Regions from separate parts of the Gossypium hirsutum genome. Here region 2 is linked to region 1. A link is a contact called in public Hi-C data. All regions are on one chromosome and are shown on one strand. Each heading gives the region's core, a stretch centred on a gene start, on an enhancer-like site or on the middle of the called end of the contact. The rest is flanking DNA. Distances are from core to core; before and after follow the strand shown.

Region 1 (3,674 bases), core at 821-3,320:
AAATTTAAGCTCTCTCTTAGGTCCCATGCGGGGATATCCAACAATGTGAGAGGCCATTTTTCTAAACAAAAATAAAAGAAAAGACAAAGTTCAACATTATTACATAAAGTTACTATTAAAAATAACTTAGCATGCAACTTTAGCATGCCCCTGTATTCCAATAAGTGATAGAATTCAGTATAGACAGACCAAAAGATCATATGAATTAATGTTTGGAAATTATCATATATTTCTCTAATAAAACATATTCATATGAAAGCAAGACAACTTAGGGGAGTAATGAGACACCTATAGTTAAAAGGTACTCGGGTGCAACTAGACAAAGATTAGAATTTGATAGGTATTTGGTCGAGCTCGAACAATCAAATGAGCCAAACTCAAGTGTCCTAATGGTTCACTCAAGTACACGAGACTAATCGAACTTTTTATATAGGTGAGCTTTATATACGTATCAAGCTTGAAGTCCAACATGTGACTGTAAATAGGAACCAAAGGAATCAGATATAAATACACCGTTACATAGAGAACCAAACAAAATGCAGATCTATAAACCAATGACAATTTATAGCAATAAACCAATGATTAAAATTTTCTAAACAAAAATAAAAGAAAAGACAAAGTTCAACATTATTACATAAAGGTACGTATTAAAAATAACTTAGCATGCAACTTTAGCATGCCCCTGTATTCCAATAAGTGATAGAATTCAGTATAGACAGACCAAAAGATCATATGAATTAATGTTTGGAAATTATCATATATTTCTCTAATAAAATATATTCATATGAAAGCAAGACAACTTAGGGGTGTAATGAGACACTTATAGTTAGAAGGTACTCGGGTGCAACTAGACAAAGATTAGAATTTGATAGGTATTTGGTCGAGCTCGAACAATCAAATGAGCCAAACTCGAGTGTCCTAATGCTTCACTCAAGTAGGCGAGACTGATCGAACTTTTTATATAGATGAGCTTTATATATATCAAGCTTGAAGTCTAACATGTGACTGTAAATAGGAACCAAAGGAATCAGATATAAATACACCGTTACATAGAGAACCAAACAAAATGCAGATCTATAAACCAATGATTAAAGCACTAGATCTATACAATTATAAAACCCCAAAACACTGGATCTATTAAATTGCTTTCAAAACAGACAAGACAAAAGAAAAGCCAAATAAACTGATAGAATACTAACACTAACGATTAGATCTCACTACAAAAAACACAGAATCTTGAATAATTCCAAAAACCTAAGCTAAATCAATTACTTATAAAAACTCATAAAGAAAATCAAGTGAATGCTTACACTTCTTAATAAATGTCAGCAAGAAAAATCGATAGAAACAACTCGAAGCAGAGTTTTTAAATCGTAATAATGAAAACCCAGAATGAAAATGAACTGCTATATTCGAAATGCTGAGACTTTCAAATAGATTTCAATAATAAAAAAACCACAACTTTTTTGGAATCTTTTAGATCATATTTAATGAAATCCCAGAAAGAAAAATAACCAAGAATAAAAGTTTACATTTAGTAAAAGATCTCAGTGAAAATATACACAAATCTCTCAATGTTTTTTCTTTTTTAAATCATGGTAATGAAGATCCAGCAAGGAAAGGAAAGAAAGAAGAGTTAGAATGACAGGGAACCGCAAACAGTGGGATATGAAAGGAGGGAACCGAACCGTACCGAAGTGAACGGAGGTGAAACCGGAGAGAGAACCAAAAATAAGTAACTCAAAGAGATACAGAAAGATAGAGAGAGAGATGAAGAGGAAGAAGTGGCACAATTTTAGAGAGTGGAGGGGTTGGCTATTTATAGCTGAAATGGTGTACTATTGGCTATAAATGAGTGAAATCCCAGATCTGAATCTAACGATGATGGTGATTTTTTTTTCTTCTCTTTTTTTGTATTTTGCTTCTTCTTTTTTTCTTTCTAGTTTTAGATTTTAGTGAAATTTAAGCATACGCGCGGCCTTTTTAAGTGGCGCGTGGTGGAGTTGTTTTTGGTTGGCGGTGTGTGAGAGAAAATACGTATTTTTCTACAAACGAGATTGTAATTTCGGATAAAAAATGTTTCGTAAATATTAATGTTTTATTATTATCCCAACCAAATAGGTGTGATCCAAATTGGATCCAACCTAACATTATATTTAATTTTATGGAAATTTTATTTGATTTTATTGTCCATGAATTTTTAAAAGAAATCGGATAAATGGGTAAATAATTTAGAATTGATTTTATATTTTTTTATGATTTTTTAATTAATAATTAAATTGATTAAACTAAAAATTAGTAGGATAACAGAACTAATTATTGACTCGATTTTTAAAATATCGATAAAACAATACCATATGTTTTAAATAAAAATATAAATCAAATCATAGGTATGACATTTATTTAATTCTACTTCACTAAGATTTATCATAATAGTAACCTAAATTTATAAATATGTATTTCTTTTTATTATAGAGACTGAATTAAATTAATCATTCTACAATTAAATGAAATAGTTTAATATTTATGCTATTAAAAATTTTGAATAAAACTATAATTTTAACATATTAATATTTACAGTTTAAAAGGTGACATAAAAAATATTTTTTATTTGTAATTCAACTTCAAATAATTTCATTGAATTATAAAAACTTTAAAAATATTAAATTTTAATTCTTTTAAATAATATAATGATTAAATTAATCCATTTAATAGTAAAAAGAGTAATTTTATCATGCCCGTATAATAATAAAAAATTACTAAACACTTTCACTTTTTTTTTGAAAATTCCTGAATTAGATTAATTGAAAAATAAAAGGTTTACAAAAGTTTTACCATATGAAACGACAATTGAATAACCAACCTCACAAATAAATAAATTAAACCATTTCATTATTTCTCGTAAATAACCCAATCAATAATAAATGAGCTATCTCATCCCTTCTTTTAAGGCATCTAAAACAACAAAACCAGTGGCTCCTTCAAAAAATAAAACGTCTCTTTCCAAGTAAAAAAAATCGAGACTTCCTTATCTCTTCATTTCTTTCAAGCCTCGGACACTAAGAGAAGCTTGATTTGTCCGCCAATTGTCCATCTCCACACCGCTGCTATCACATATGAAGACACCCTCTCCAACAAATAATTATTTTCCTCCCTTCGCAAACCCTCTTTAGCAAAAATGTGGGCCAGCTCATTTTCGTTTCTTGTTACATGCCTAAACATACATCCAACAAATCTTCACTGGTTTTCTTTGCGTCAATTATATAGGCACTCAACACTGATATGCCAATCACTCCTGCATGTAGCTTTTTTATCACTGAAAGATTATCTCCTTCAATCACGACCTTGCTGAGGCCCAAATCCAACCTTATCTGAACTGCCTGGAGACATGTTATCGCTCTCGCTGCTACAATAAAGGTAGGTACGTGATCATTTATAATTATTCTCGAACCCATTATCTTACTATCTGTATTACGGGTAATTAACCCTAAGCAAGATTTGTTTGATCTGGAAAGGTAAGCTGCATCAAAGTTAATCTTGTACCAAAAGGGTTCAGGTGATCTCCACCTCTCCAAGCCAACTCGCTTACCAGGTAATTTTTTGTTAATCCCCTATAAGTCTTTTACATACAATCTGGTGAAATTTGCTACTCTATTGCTTGATTAATGACTCCC
Region 2 (3,674 bases), core at 697-3,196, 190 kb after region 1:
GTCTAACACAATTAGTTTATACTAACATAACATTGATAGCCAATTTGGTGGCAACATATGACAGCTTCTCAAAATGCCATGTGGCGAGAATAAATTTTAAAAAAATTAATAAAAATAGTATAAATTTTTGTCCAGATTGATTATTGATGTGAAAAATAAGTATGTATTTTTTTATTAATTTATATATTTCTAATTTTTTTTAAATTTATATCTACCACGTGGCATATTGAGAGAATATCACATGTTACCAACAGATTGTTATCAGTGTCGCATCAATAGAAACTAACAATTTTAATGTAGAAGTATTGGCTTAGATGACATAATACAAGTTAATGTACCAATTAAGTTTATTTAAATAAATTCAAGAATTAAACTTGAAATTATGCATTAAAACATTGATGTAAGTAGAATGTTTTGCAAGTAGGTAGCTTCTTTATGTCTAATATAATGAAGCTCAAGCTTTGCAAATTGCAACAAAATTTTGGACCCCATTTGGACTCCCAATCACCAAACAAAAATGTACCCTAAATAAAAATAAACAACAAAAATCCAAATCCAAATCCAATGTTCCCCTTAATTAAGTTGTTAATTGCTTACCTCTTTTTAGCCAGCTGTTCTTATATCATCAATCTTTTCTTAATGAAAATTTCATTAGGAATATCTAATGTATTTTATTAAAGAATTTAATTCATAGTCACAAGATTACAATATAATGTTAATTATGTCTAATAACATTATTTGAATGAAGCAGTGAATTTTGCAACAGTTAAACAATAAGACTGTTGGTTTGATGACGTGGACATTTAAAAATTACGTGGCATTTTTTAATCTATAACATGAGTTGGTGAAAGTTTACCCAAAGGTCCTTGTCCAATGCCGGGAATGCAATTTGGTCCCTGTGGTAAGAAAAATAAAGCAAACGGGGAAAGACATTGAAGGCGGCGTAAAAAGCGACTATTTTTATTTTGTTGTTTCACTTTATTACAAAAGGGGGCTCCACATTTTGGGTATTTTTAGCTTTTTAATGCCTTTAAGTTTGTCTTTCTTACATCAGCATCATCCTTAGCCACTACATCCAAATCCTTTTTTCTTTTGCTGATTCGGATGCCAGCTGGCACCAACCCCACCTCCCTTTTATTCTCTTCTAAATTAATCTAGCAAATTCTATATTACACTCTAATAATTTATTTATTTATTTTATGAAAATTATAATATAAATATTTTTATCATTCTAAATGGGACCATCCTTATATATTTATTTTTTTAATTAAATGTTCAAATGCCTTAATAAAAATATAATATAATAATATTTAATATGTCTGGAGATATATTTAAAAAATTCACTATTTTATTTTGCTTTTAAAATAAGACTCCAACATTTAATAATGATTTTATTTCCAATTTCTTTCCCCTCTTTTTAATTCCAAGATCCCATAAAATGATTCTATAATTTTAATCAAATAATTTATCCGTACCCAATTGCACAAAAAATATAATAAGAGTACCCAATTTTTTATTATAAAAAATAAGATAACATCGCCTAGTTTTTATAACCATGCCAAGAGCCAAAAAAAAAAATCAAATATAGTATTTTTAAATAATTTGAATAATTTTTTAATTAGAATATTATTTTATTGAAATAAGACATAATGTATTAATTGTTATCATATTGTTATTACTGTATTAAATGCTGCTGCTGAATGTTGACAACTTTATTCATTATGTGATGGATAAAACATTATTATAAAGGATTTGCTTTAATTGGTGATTATAATTTATTTAATTACTAATTTAGGAATAAATTCGATAATTAAATAATTTCCAAATAGAAAAAAAAGGCAGAAAAGTTTAAAAAATTTTACTCTGATCCTCCACGTTCTTTATGCTTTATCACAGAGACTTTTTTTTTTTAAATATATATTTTTTCATTTTTCTTTGTGTTTTTATGGGGTTTTGTGGGATTTTAGTGAAAAAGAGTAAAAACACTATAAAAAGTTGCCTCCTTTCTTCTAAAAAGAGTCTTCTTTATTTTCTTTTACTCATTCTAAAATCAACTTTATTTTAAATTTTTTGGGGCTTAAAAGTTATGGTTCTTGCTCTTCATACCTGCAAAAACGTCAAAGATTGTATGTAAAAAAAAATGAACGGTGGAGATCCAGCTTTCAAGCTCTTTGGAAGGAAGATTCCTGTGCTTGAACCTCAGATTCATGCTGGGGTAAGCTTACATATATTCAAAGTTCATTTTTAAAATTTTTATATTATTTTTATTTTGGTTTAATGTATATATGTGTTGCTTGTCCACAATTTTAGCTGTTGTTGTTAGCTTAATATTTCTGGGTTTGTTGTTTATGATTTGTTGGTGAAAATATTAACCTTTGAAGCTGTTGTATGCACCCATAGTTGAAGTTTTTATGACTTAAAATGCATTTTTTTTCATATTTTTCTTGTTTTATTGAAAGAATTTTTTGACTTTGTATTTTGGGATGAATCTGCTTGCTTTTTATGGTATAAATTATAAATTGTTTCATTTCTTTTTTTTATTTGTGATTAGTTTCCTTTCTTAACTTTACATTTCTCTAATTTATGGTTTTAAATGAACTAAACATACCTTAATTCTTTTGAGAAAAAAAATTGATTTTGGGTTTGGGCAGTAAAAAAATTATAATTTATTAGGAATTTGTCAAAAAACATGATTCTTTATAGAGTGATTATTTAGGAAACTGAAGTAATTGATGCCTCTTTTCCTTTTATTTCTTATACAGATTTCTATATATAAGAACTCCATTTCTATCAAGGAGAGTTGTTCATTATAGCAAATTTAAGTGACCATCGTTTCTTTTTGATGAAATTTGCTTAGAAAACAATTATTTTCGTTAATTTTCCGATTTCAGAATTGAAAAACAGCTTTATAAAGATATATATACACTTGTGTATGTATTCATTGTCTTTGGATGATGGGGAAAAACAGCTGTTCATGTAAGTATTACAGTCATACTTTCTTACATGTTGCTAATGGAATTATTGTGAACTAACTGATGTTTTACGATAATCGTGCCAAGGATGTCGTTTGTTATGTTTCATTTAATGATAATCGAGCTGGAGATGTTGTTTCCAATGTTTTTTCCTTGATCACCAAGTTTCTAATGCTGTTTTGGTTTTGAATTTCAGGATACATGTGGTGAGGAAACAAACCCGGCAACTGAAACTTCTCAAACAAATACATCTGGTAAGCCAGATAAGTCCATTAAGGTGGAAAATGGTAAGGAAGAAGTTCAAACTTGTATGAAACTGGATGAGGTACAAATTAACCCCAAAGACGAACAGCCAGAGACGAATAGAACAGATCAGGAGATAGTTTTCAAGAAGCCAGACAAGATCCTTCCATGTCCACGGTGCAACAGCTTAGACACGAAATTCTGTTATTTCAATAACTATAATGTCAACCAACCTCGACATTTCTGTAAGAATTGCCAGAGATATTGGACAGCTGGTGGAACAATGAGAAATGTTCCTATCGGTGCCGGGAGAAGGAAGAATAAGCACTTGACCTCGCAATACCGTCAGATAATAGTTTCTTCCGATGGAGTACCAATGACTCAGATAGAAACCCCCGACTCAGCAAATCAACAACTTGTATCTCCTTGTGAATCTACAGCTGCATTCAAGCCTTCCAT

What was found. A called contact is a pair of places that touch in the nucleus more often than the background predicts.
Region 2: a Hi-C map of leaf shows a contact between it and region 1, with 2.3 times the contacts expected there. The contact joins the promoter of LOC121204727 here to the promoter of LOC107936305 in region 1. A contact is called at or near these places in 2 of 34 Hi-C or Micro-C datasets (both in leaf).

What each region holds. Positions count from the first base shown.
Region 1 is chrA08:123,622,191-123,625,864 of Gossypium_hirsutum_v2.1, forward strand. It overlaps LOC107936305 (5-methyltetrahydropteroyltriglutamate--homocysteine methyltransferase), which reads right to left and starts at 2,071. Exons shown (of 12, transcript XM_016868997.2): 1 at 1,694-2,071; 2 at 1-61. The coding sequence starts at 57. LOC121204723 (a long non-coding RNA gene) reads left to right here and starts at 2,947. Exons shown (of 3, transcript XR_005899920.1): 1 at 2,947-3,417; 2 at 3,516-3,592.
Region 2 is chrA08:123,815,580-123,819,253 of Gossypium_hirsutum_v2.1, forward strand. LOC121204727 (cyclic dof factor 2) reads left to right here and starts at 1,947. Exons shown (of 2, transcript XM_041075156.1): 1 at 1,947-2,215; 2 at 3,169-3,674. The coding sequence starts at 2,141.